2 separate regions of the Sus scrofa genome follow, and region 2 is linked to region 1. The links are chromatin contacts, called in public HiChIP or PLAC-seq maps. All regions are on one chromosome and are shown on one strand. Each heading gives the region's core, a stretch centred on a gene start, on an enhancer-like site or on the middle of the called end of the contact. The rest is flanking DNA. Distances are from core to core; before and after follow the strand shown. Region 1 overlaps ARG2 (arginase-2, mitochondrial). Region 2 has its middle 20 kb from the start of RDH12.

The links. HiChIP or PLAC-seq counts read pairs in DNA pulled down with a chosen protein or histone mark.
Region 2: a contact with region 1 is called in an H3K27ac HiChIP or PLAC-seq map of alveolar macrophages. The contact joins two enhancer-like sites.

What each region holds. Positions count from the first base shown.
Region 1 is chr7:91,357,009-91,362,712 of Sscrofa11.1, forward strand. All of the region lies in intron 2 of ARG2 (arginase-2, mitochondrial), which reads left to right. It also overlaps the pseudogene LOC110261694. Among named protein-coding and RNA genes, the nearest start is that of ARG2, 16 kb to the left of the region's middle. Within about 2 kb of position 2,418, at least 15 of the 83 cell types and tissues checked have an H3K27ac peak or open chromatin away from gene starts, as enhancers often do. A contact at or near this core is called in alveolar macrophages, where this site is marked.
Region 2 is chr7:91,498,609-91,504,312 of Sscrofa11.1, forward strand. It overlaps the pseudogene LOC110261621. Among named protein-coding and RNA genes, the nearest start is that of RDH12, 20 kb to the left of the region's middle. Within about 2 kb of position 3,058, at least 6 of the 83 cell types and tissues checked have an H3K27ac peak or open chromatin away from gene starts, as enhancers often do. A contact at or near this core is called in alveolar macrophages, where this site is marked.

The DNA.
Region 1 (5,704 bases), core at 1,168-3,667:
CAGCCCTGGATGCTGCCTGGAACTGAGCCATTGGCTTGTTCCCAAGTGTCATCAGTAGAAAAGTCTCTAACACCCGGATGCCACCGTATCCTGAACTGAACTTACATCAGCTCCACTCCCTTCCCCTATGCTTTCTCATTGCTGGTGGTAGCAGAGCCAGAAAGCTGGAGGGCAAAGCCTTTCCCTCTCCTCCACATCCCTTGAAGTATTGCTGGAATCTTGTCCGTTCTCTCCCACTGCCTTGTCTTTACAGCCTCCCTGGGAGCTGCTCTTCAGGCCAGGCCATTTTCTGCAGGCCACCAGATCACTAGATCTCCAGTGCCGATATGATCTGTCACCTTCTGACTTGCACCTTAGTAGCTCCCTACTGCATCTAGGCTCCTGCCCCCTCTGCTGCCTCTCTCCATAGTCCTTCCCGAGTGAACTCAGGGCAGAGGGAACTGGGCATTGTCCTGTAGGGCTGAAGGTACTGTGTGCCTCTTCTGCTTGGCAAGCTTTCCCCATTCCTTTTAGTCCTGGCTAAAACCTTCGCGATTCAGATAGTGACTCTTTGGAGAAGTCCTCTTGGCTTATCCTGGGTCTGAGTCAGCGCCTTCCTCTGGTCCCATCACACCCTGTGCTCGGCTTTGTCGGAGCAGTTTGCACCGGCCCGTGCTTTCCCTGCCTGTCTTCTGCCTGGGATGTGAATTCCAGGCACACAGTTGGCTTTTGTTGAAGGGAGAAAAGGGCAGAGCATCCTAGCTTTCTCCTGGAACTTCATTCATATCTTGACGGATTTTTCCAGATCGCTATTTCCTTTCTCTCAAAACAGTTTGCTCCTCAGAAGCTACTTGGTTTCCCATAGTTTCAACACGTGTGACTCAGAGTTCCCTTCTGGCAAGCGGGTTAAGGATCTGGCATTGTTACTTTAGTGGCTTGGGTTGTTGCTAGTGTGTGGGTTCAATCCCTGGCCCAGGAACTTTCATATGCTATGGGCGCAGCCAAAATGAAAATAAAACTTTAAAAATGTATGACTCAACAAATAACTGTCATAGATCAAATTGTTTAGCTCTTATAAGCTACCAGTTGATAGCTGTACAAGGTACCATTTGGCTACCAGTTGATAATCAGGTAAAAGTTGGTAAGTGATGATGGCCAGTTTTTGCCTCCTTCTTCAAAACTTGTTTTTGAACCAGGACCTGAGTAGCTAATGATGGCTACTTCAAGTAAGGCTGACAGAGGTGGCATTGTTCCTTTTTTTTTTTTTCTTCTTATGTACTCAGGAAACATTTAATTTTGTAAACATTCATTCATATCAAACAAAAACAAACCTGTACAATATCATGAGACTATTTATATACTTATGGCAATTACAGATTTGAAACCAAGTCTCTCTTTCAAAGATCAGTGCATCTAAATTGTTTAACTTGGAGTTCCCGTCATGGAGCAGTGGTTAATGAATCCGACTAGGAACCATGAGGTTGCAGGTTCGATCCCTGGCCTTGCCCAGTGGATTAAGGATCTGGCGTTGCCGTGAGCTGTGGTGTAGGTTGCAGACACAGCTCGGATCCCACATTGCTGTGGCTGTGGTGTAGTCTGGTGGCTGCAGCTCCAATTTGAGCCCTAGCCTGGGAACCTCCAAATGCCACAGGAAGCAGCCCTAGAAAAGGAAAAAAAAAAAAAAAAAAAAAAAAGACAAAAAAAATTCTTATAAGATAAATTGTTTAAAAAAAACCTTGGGTTTTCTAGAGAGTCTTGTAGGAATATGGAGCTATAAAGATATACAGAGCTGAAGTATCTGGACTCATTTGGCTGCCTGGAGTCTTCAGAAAGATCACAAAGTGCTCAAAATTCTTTCACCTTTTCAACCAGATGGCTGTGTTTGTCTTTAAAGTTTTCATTAACATCCAGTATTAAGATAGGCACTTCTTGTAGATAATCAAAGTTGGTTTTTAGTGTTCTATGCAGGAACCAGCTTTCATGCGTATAGTGAAGCTTCTCCAAGTATTCACGAGGAATGCCTTGTTCTTCATTTCTTCCCCATAAATATATTCTATTCAAACATTTCTCTGGAGTGGCTCAAAGATAAATGATTCCATCCAGTTCAAGACTTTGAACAAACTGGTTATTAATCCAGTCATGCCAGTCTTGATAAATGGTCCATTCTGTTTCATTCATGCAGTCAGATTCATACAGATGAGATGCAAAAATAATACCTCAAATTCATCCTGAGTATTCTGAACTTTGCACCACCTGGCAACAGGTTTAGGAAATACTTCTCAATCCTCGAAGACTTGTTTAAGGTAATTCACAAATGTTGACTTCCCTGCAGTGATGTTCCCTTCAGTGGAAATTTTCTTGATGCAGGTCACCTCAGAGCTGGTTGGGGGAGATAGGCAGCACCTCTTGGGGGTGGGGTGGCTATGCCTCGCTGGTGGCCCCGAGGGTGTCCAGCAGGAGGGGCTGGGAGGTGCCGCAGGTGCATCCCAGGGCTCACGCTACGGTGGAGGCTCGCATTAACCTGCACGCAGAACCCTTGTCTCTTGCAGGCTCTCTGGCCAATAGGCCAGTCTTGTTCCTTTAATATTCAAAAATTGGACCATTCAGAAGTCTAGAATCTAAGGGATTACAGACTGGTTTAAATAATTTGATTCTTGAGTAAAGGTACTCGTCCCTCTCTATTAATGACCAAGCTCTCTTGGTAGTGAGGCTGTATTCCTCTGGTAGGTGTGGTAATGCTAAGATTTGAAAAGAAGAAAGATAGCATCTCCTTGGCTCCCTCCTCCACCCCAAGAGGCCGGAACCACACAAAAGGAAAAGAAGTAGAAAGTATCTTCCTGTGTGGCCCAAGAACTGAGTCACAGCAGGGTGTGGCATTGTGGTTAGATCTCTTTTGAGAACTGGCATTCCAAGGGACATTGGTTGTGCCTTTATATTCTTTTACAGGGAAGGTAGAAAACTTGGCGAGAGCTGGACTCATTAGGAGCCATTTCAGTGACAAATCAGTGGGCCTATGTTTGTTTGCTACTTCTCACCAAAAAACTCTTTCTCTTATCAAAGTGACAGTCGTATTACACACAGGTTATGGGAAGTCCTAGATTACACCATCTGTTGCAAGGAAAAGGGTAGGGTGCGGAGAAGAACCACAAAGCTGCCTCATCCAGTTGCACTAATAACGTAACCCTTAGCATGTGTTGGCTTTTCCCTGTTATCTCTAATCTTAATCCTTGTAATGACAAATTTAGAGACCGAACTTGTTTGGAGATCTTGATGCTTCTGACACATTAGGGGCCAAAGGACAGAGATTGTTTCCTTTGCATCAGTTGTGGCCACTTGTCCCACTGTGGCCAGCTCATCTTTCGTGCATAGCCCAGAGTGGTGTGGAATGTGGTCTGTCTGGCTTGCTGAGGTTCTTCGGGAACCTCAGCAGGATGGTAGCCCAGGTCTGGGGCAGCGAGCTACACATCTGGACTGTACATTGGCAGAGCTGTAGTCACTAGCTTGATGTGTCTGTCTCCCTTTCAGTCCTTTCTGGACCAAAGTGGAGCATCAAGAACTTGAAAAAGGGGAGTTCCCATTGTGGCTCAGTGGTAACGAATCCAGCTAATATCTATGAGGACACAGGTTCGATCCCTGGCCTCGCTCAGTGGGTTAAGCATCTTGGTGTTGCCATGAGCTGTGCTGTAGGTCGCAGACGCAGCTCGGATCTGGCATTGCTATGGCTGCGGCACAAGTCAGCAGCTACAGCTCTGATTTGACCCCTAGCCTGGCAACTTCATGTGCCGTGGGTATGGCCCTAAAAAAGTGACCAAAAAAAAACTCAAACAAACAAAAAAAACAAACACCTGGAAAAAGGAAAAAAGATTACTTATTCAGAAGAGCAGTATTTTATCCCCAGGAATTTTCTGTCACTTTCTCTTCCTGTGGTTAGATAACCAGAGTAGCTTGAAGTTTTGTCAGCATGTTAACAGCGGGTCTCTTTCTCAGAGAAGCTTAACAGTCTTGTTCTGAATGAGGAAAAATGGCTGTGTTGCAGTGACTTAAGAAGTCAAAGGTACCTTCCTCTTCTCCCTGCCTGTGCTGGCACCAGGCTGCCAGGGTTCTGTCAACTGATAGTCTGCACGAGAAAGCCTGAGCTGGCTCACCCTGGTCTAGAGGCGCTTGGAGGGCTGACATGAGTTAGGTTCAGAGGAGCTTCCATTACCAAGCCTGCCTTCAGCAGATGATACACTCTTCTCCTTGGTAAGAAGTACAGATGGAGCTGAAGAACCAATTATCAGGAAACATAAATAGTACTGCAAATCATCTTGGCTGTATGTCTTGAGCCAAACTTTCGAGCTTGTTTTATTTATTTTATTCTAATTAATTAATTAATTAATTTATTTATTTTGTACTCAACGATCACATTCATGCAGAGGCATCAATTAACACCATGTCTGTATCAGCTGATCTTGAGGTTAACTCTGGTGTGTTAGATCGACATCTTGGAAGGACCGGCCTGGATGCCCAGGGTCACCTTCTGTCTTTGAGTCCCCACTGCCCATCTCCCTGGTTTTCCTCTGCTGTGGTCTTCAGTGCCTCTGAGAACGCCTCCTGGTGAACATGAGGACAGAGTGGGGAGGAAGGAGATGTCAAGAGGGCTGGTGGGGAGTTCCCGTCGTGGTGCAGTGGTTAACGAATCCGATTAGGAACCATGAAGTTTCAGGTTCAATCCCTGCCCTTGCTCAGTGGGTTAACGATCCGGCGTTGCCGTGAGCTGTGGTGTAGGTCACAGACTCGGTTCGGATCCCGCATTGCTGTGGCTCTGGCGTAGGCCGGTGGCTACAGTTCTGATTAGACCCCTAGCCTGGGAACCTCCCATATGCTGCGGGAGCGGCCCAAGAAATGGCAAAAAGACAAATAAATAAATAAATAAATAAAAATAAAATGAGAGTGGGGAAAAAATAAAATTAAATTTTAAAAAAAAAAAGAGGGCTGGTGGGAGCAGTCTTCTGAGAGACTGAAGAAATGAACAAATAGGCATCCTTGCATATGATTTTTTTTCTTACCCTAAAGCACCAAACGTATTTTGGAGGCTGGGTCTATGGAGGCAAAGAGGGGATTCTTAGGTTGTATGGCCTCTGGGAGTTAAATGCACTGAATAAAATTCAGACTCCTGCATTTTATTGGTGGTAGCCAAATGAGTTTACTTTATCTAACAGTCTCTTCAAAGATTATTACCCAAACCACATTTTGGGGAGAAGAGAAATTCTGCTTACTTCAAATGGCCTGAATTAAGTAACTCTGGCATTCTTTTCCTAATTTAGACTTATAGTAACATTATAACTCTGTTTTCACTTAGCTGGTTTTCCAGATACAACTTCAAGGTTCTAAGAATTTGCTACCCCAGAGTAGACTGAAAGATTCTTTTTAAGCCAGAGAACTTCTTTATTGCTTCCCTCTTCCAGTGAAGTTCTGGAAAGTTAAGCTTATCTGCATCTTTTTCTCTATTCCGTATTTTTTTGGTCTTCTTTGGACGCACCTGTGGCATATGGAATTTCCCAGGCTAGGGGTCAAATTGGAGCTACAGCTGCCAGCCTACACCACAGCCATAGCAACATGGGATCCGAGCTGCGTCTGTGATCTACACCACTGTTCACGGCAACACTGGATCCTTAACTCACTGAGTGAACCCACGTCCTCATGATACTAGTCGGGTTCATTACCACTGAGCTACAAAGGGAAC
Region 2 (5,704 bases), core at 1,808-4,307, 140 kb after region 1:
TATACATTTTTCATGTTTGCTAGACTTGTTAGTATGAATGCCTTAATGAAAGTCATCTGATTTTGGTGTCAACTATCTGAGATCTGAAATTTGAAAAAGCTCTTTGTATGCTAAGATGCTCAGAGAGCTCGGGGCCAGCTGCTGGGGGCAGAGGGCTGATGGCCCCAATCTGGAGTACAGGGGCTGGGGAATAGCAAAGGGGCAGGACCTGGGACTCAGAGCCAAAAAGAAGCTCGAAGGTAGAATCCCCAGGGTCTGTAAATGCTAGGAGCCCAGGAGATGTGGGGAGGCAGACGAAAGCAATTTGAGTGGGACTCTGGCATCCAGGAGGGAAGGACCTTGCTCCCCTAGCCTAATGGCCTTAGGAATTTTGTGCGATGATGGCTGACCTTAAGGTCATGGCGTTTGATGGAAAAATCCTCTCACTTGAGTTTAAGGAGGTGGGGTTGGGGGAGAGGTTATTCCTTGAATTGTATCACTGAACCCTGGTTTCTGGAAAACACAGAAATGGCCCCAATTCTACTTCCTTAATCATAACTTCCATCACATAGATGCCCTTATTTCCTGAAGAATGGCTCTACTTGAGGCACTCACCCTTTCTGCCATCCCCAGCAAGTAGCACAGCTCGGCCAGCTCCAAGTGGTACAGCCTGGGGTGATAACTCTTGACCCCAAGGCCACACTGCTTCTCATTGACAGAAGTCTGTGAAGTATTATTTGGCCCAGGAAAAGTATTCCAAATAGGAAGTTTCCTCTCCAAATTGTTGGATGCATTGATACCGAACAGTAGCAATGCCAACTAGAGGAGAACTGAGAAGAATGCAAAAACAAAAAAGGGAGGTGTGGGTAATTGATTTCACGTGTTGTTGGTATATTCAGAATATTCAGCAACAGTCATTGCCTTGTTCAGATTCCAGACTCCATCACTGCTCATGGCCTTCAGGAGCTCCCATGAGAAGCCTCCCTCAGCACTAACTGCCCTTTTGGAATCATCTGGTGCTCAGGCTTCTCTTGCCCCTGCATAGCTCCCTGCCCAGCACCAAAAATGTCATCTCGTCTGTTCAGCCCGGGCAAGGAACAAGTACCAGCCTTGGCTTCTTATCATGTTTCCAGAAGGGACCTGCCCCAAGTTAACCACCACCCAAGGGAAAGACCTTGGCTCAGCACAACTGATGCTGGGAATCCAGTGTCTGAGTCACATTCCATCTTCCCATCTCTGCTCATCAGATGGACCACAGTGGCCACTTTCCGAAATGCCAGTTGACTTGGGCCGTGGATGCGGCTTCCTGCCTGGAAGTATCCTCCATATACCGGAGACAAAGTCGTGGATGCAAAGGGCCCAGGAAGGACAGTCACCTCCTATTTCTCTGCTCCTAGGTGCCTCTCTAGCTGCCCCAGGTCATTACTTTCACTCTCCTTGGTTTCAGTCGTGCTCTGAGGCCCTTAGCTAGCCTTGTCCAAATGAGAAACATCTTTCCCGTTGGCTCCACTGAGACTGGCTTCAATTTCTTAGTCTTAAAAATGGTCTAGGAAACTAAAGGCTAAGTGATGGCTAGTTGCCACAGGTTACCTAGGCTGCCACGTGGTCCTTGTCCAACTCAATTCTGTACTGTGCGTCCCCACGCCTCTAAGCCCTGGACAATCTACCTTGTGTGTTGGCTCTTTAGTTACAAGATGGAAGTATTCCTGGGATCAATACCTATGGGGGAGTGATGGAAGCATGGCAAAGGGCCAAATGGAACTGTTGGACATTGCCAGGGATGAATGTGACAGCTGAATCTACCACAAATCTCTCTCTCTCTCTTTTTTTTTTTTGCTTCTTAGGGCCCCACCTGTGGCATATGGAGGTTCCCAGGCTAGGGGGCCAATTGGAGCTACAGCTGCTGGCCTATATCACAGCCACAGCAACACGGGGTGCAAGCTGCATCTGTGACCTACATCACAGCTCACGGCAACACCAGACCTTTTAACCCGCTGAGCAAGGCCAGGGATTGAACCTGTATCCTCATGGTTACTAGTCAGATTTATTTCTGCTACACCATAATGGGAACTCCCTACCACAAATATCTTGAGCCCTGAGTGGAGCTGAGCTGGACCAAGCTTGCATGCTGAAGATGGTGGAGGCAAAGATAAAACGAACCTGGCTCACAGATGATAAAGTAATGAGTCACTGAATTAGCCAAGACTGCAGCTGCTCTTCCTGGAGATTTCTTGTTACCTGACAAAAGGAACTGTCCTTATTGTTGAAGTCTATGTCCTGACACAATAGTGCTACGTGGAGCCAGATATAATTGCTGATAGTCTTATCATTTTAACTACTTTTTTCCACCATTGCTGCTGATGTAAGTCAGATGTCTTCCTGACCTGCTTTCATCACCTTCAATTTCTTTAGCTGTAAAGTGACGTTTTGACACTTGTTTCATTACATATTTCTCCACCCCAAAGATCTGTCCTCTTTCATTAATTTCAGTATCCACGGGGATAAGTGATCTAACATCCTAGTACAGAGTCGGAATAGTTCTGATATGCTTTCACAAGTATTCATCCAATTTTTTTTTTGGCTTTTTGTCTTTTCTAGGGCCAAACCAGCAGCATATGGAAGTTCCCAGGCTAGGGGTCTAATTAGAGCTGTAGCCACCAGTCTACACCAGAACAATAGCAACGTGGTATTGAAAGGCCAGTAGAAGGAAAATCCCCCTCGTCTGGACTCGGAAGAGTCGACACCCCAAATCACTCACGAGAAGCGGTCTTGATGCAAACAGCAAGAGGATTTTTATTCCAAGCGCGCTGGGGCCCACAGTCATACACCACGCAGGGGTAGAGGACTGCGGCCCCCGAGTGCGGAATTGGGACAGCTTTTATGGGGTTCACAACAAAGCCCGCGCTTCGAAAACCAATCATTTTAAAACATCGAGAGCCCGCGCTTCGTGGACAAATCATATCAAAATATGCGCTCCGTGGACCAATCATTTTTCTACAGTTCCAGAGGTCCGCATTTGCGCGGGCTCCTGGCCGGAGTGACAGATTGCAGTTGAGATAGGTCACTAGGGCTTTCAATGTGTAATCATTTCTTCTATGGCGCAAGCAGTTTTACAGAAGCCAGATAAGCGATTAGTCAGCTCATTTCCTGTTATCTTACTTAGGTCAGGATCACGCATTCAAGGGCCTATTTTACGTCCTTTCACCTAGTTTCATACAGAGAGCAGGCCCTGGAACAGCAAGAAGTGTGACCTTTTACCTATTTACTGGCAGGGAGCAGGGTCTGGAATTCGGGGGCATCTAGGGCTTTTTAGGAAGCTGGAGTTAGGGCTCTTTACTACCTTCTTGGGGTCTTGGAGGGTTAGGCTGCATTTTCATCCTTTCAGTATCTGAGCCACGTCTGTGACCTACACCACAGCTCACAGCAACACCAGAACCCCAACCCACTGAGTGAGGCCAGAGATCAAACCCTCGACCTCATGGTTCCTAGTCGGATTTGTTAACCACTGAGCCTCAACGGGAACTCCACAAGTATTCATCCAAATTTTGATTGATCTATCTATGTATCTATCTACCTATAAATATACCATCTATTTTTTCTACATATGGATATATGATATCTCTTAGCCAAAACAATCAACTGATAAGATCATAGAACATGAGGTACAACTTGTTCTGATAGGAGAAATAGATTAATTGCTGTAACAAACGGTGCTAAATTTTAGTATCTTAATGCAAAAAAAGTGTATTCCTTGCTCATGTCATGGTCCAGAGCAGGCATGAGAGTGGGAGGGTGGCTCTGCTCCATGGGGCTTTCATTTCAATGAAATCATGAACTATCTTGTTATAATCGTTCAACATTTCGTGTTCTAATGGCAGTAGCTATTTAACGCAAGGTTAAAAAAACCCACAAAACACTTGTATTCAAAGTATATGCAATTTAAATGTATTTTCATAAAAATTTAAATGAGAGAAATAAAAAATCATTTTCAGATGTCTTAGGCTATTTTTCTTCTAAATTATTTAAATTTTCTATGAAAATTAAAAGGCAAAATATATTATTGCTGTGAATATCAACATTTTAAATTCAAATTATTTAAATGAAGCAAAATTTTCTAGTTCTTGAAAACAATTAATTCTATGAATATTTATAAAAATAAAACTATTCACGATTTTAATGTTTAGTGTCCAGTGTAAACAACAGATATCATGCTTTAAGTATGTTTCAGCTATACCTAAATGTCTAATGTCTATCAATGTAAAAGTAATGTAGAAGTTCCTGTCATGGCTCAGTGGAAACAATCTGACTAGTATCCATGAGGACATGGGCTCGGTCCCTGGCTTTGCTCGGTGGGTTATGGATCCAGCATTGCCATGATGAGCTGTGGTGTAGGTTGCAGACACCGCTTGGATCTGGTGTTGCTGTGGCTGTGGTCTAGGCTGGTAGCTACAGCTCTGATTCGACCCCTAGCCTGGGAACCTCCATATGCCTTGGGTGCAGCCCTAAAAAGACAAAAAAAAAAAAAAAAAAAAAAAAAAAAAGAATAATGTAAGTTGATTATTATTTAGCTTCCATTGTACACATGCTGCAAACACATATTGGGAAAAAGAGACATGAAAATAGATACTCAGCCCTACTGAAAATGATACCCATTTTAATGAAAGTGTCCCTTACACTCATGCTAAGAATTTAATTGTCTTTTTTCTTCCTCAGTTGCTTCTTCTCTTTAAAGTCTCCCTGCACTAAGAAGCAGTAGCTCTAAGTGCACATTTTCAAAGCATTTGGATGCAGAGTCAAGATGTGTTTCCCTGGGGCTCTTTTTTTTTTTTTTCATCTTTTTACTTTTTCTAGGGCTGCTCCCATGGCATATGGAGTTCCCAGGCTAGGGGTCTAATCAGAGCTGTAGCCACCGGTCTACACCACAGCCACAGCAACACAGGATCCGAGCCGCGTCTGCAACCTACACCAAAGCTCACGGTAACGCTGGATCCTTAACCTAGTGAGCAAGGCCAGGGATTGAACCCGAAACCTCATGGTTCCTAGTTGGATTCGTTAACCACTGCGCCACAACGGGAACTCCTCCCTGGGGCTTAAACAGTGTTAGTTAAGGGAGCTGAAGTCTAGGGTACCATGTTGTATTATGTCAGAACTGAGTGCCAGGGACTAAGTAATAGAGCTGTTCTTAAATATATTTCACATATTCTTAAATATATTTACTTTTCTTCCTTCCTTCCTTCCTTCCTTCCTTCCTTCCTTCCTTCCTTCCTTCCTTCCTTCCTCTCTCTCTCTCTCTTTTCTTTTTAGGGCTGCACCCATGGCATATGGAGATCCCCAGGCTAGGGGTTGAATCTGAGCTACAGCTGCTGACCTACACCACAGCCATAGCCACACAGGATCTGAGATGTGTCTGTGACCTACACCACAGCTCACGGCAACGCCGGATCCTTAACCCACTGAGCAAGGCCAGGGATTAAACCCACAACCTCATGGTTACTAGTCAGATTCGTCTCCGCTGTGCTACAACTGGAAATCCTATTTACTATTTTCTTGTGCATTTTTGTGAAATATATGGTTTTAAAAAGTACACGACTAGAGTTCCCTTGTGGCCTAGTAGTTAAGGATCTGGTATTGTCACGACTGCAGCATGGGTTCAATCCCTGACCTGGGAAATTCTGCATGCTATAGGCACAGCTGAAAAACAAACAAACAAAAAACGGTGCATGGC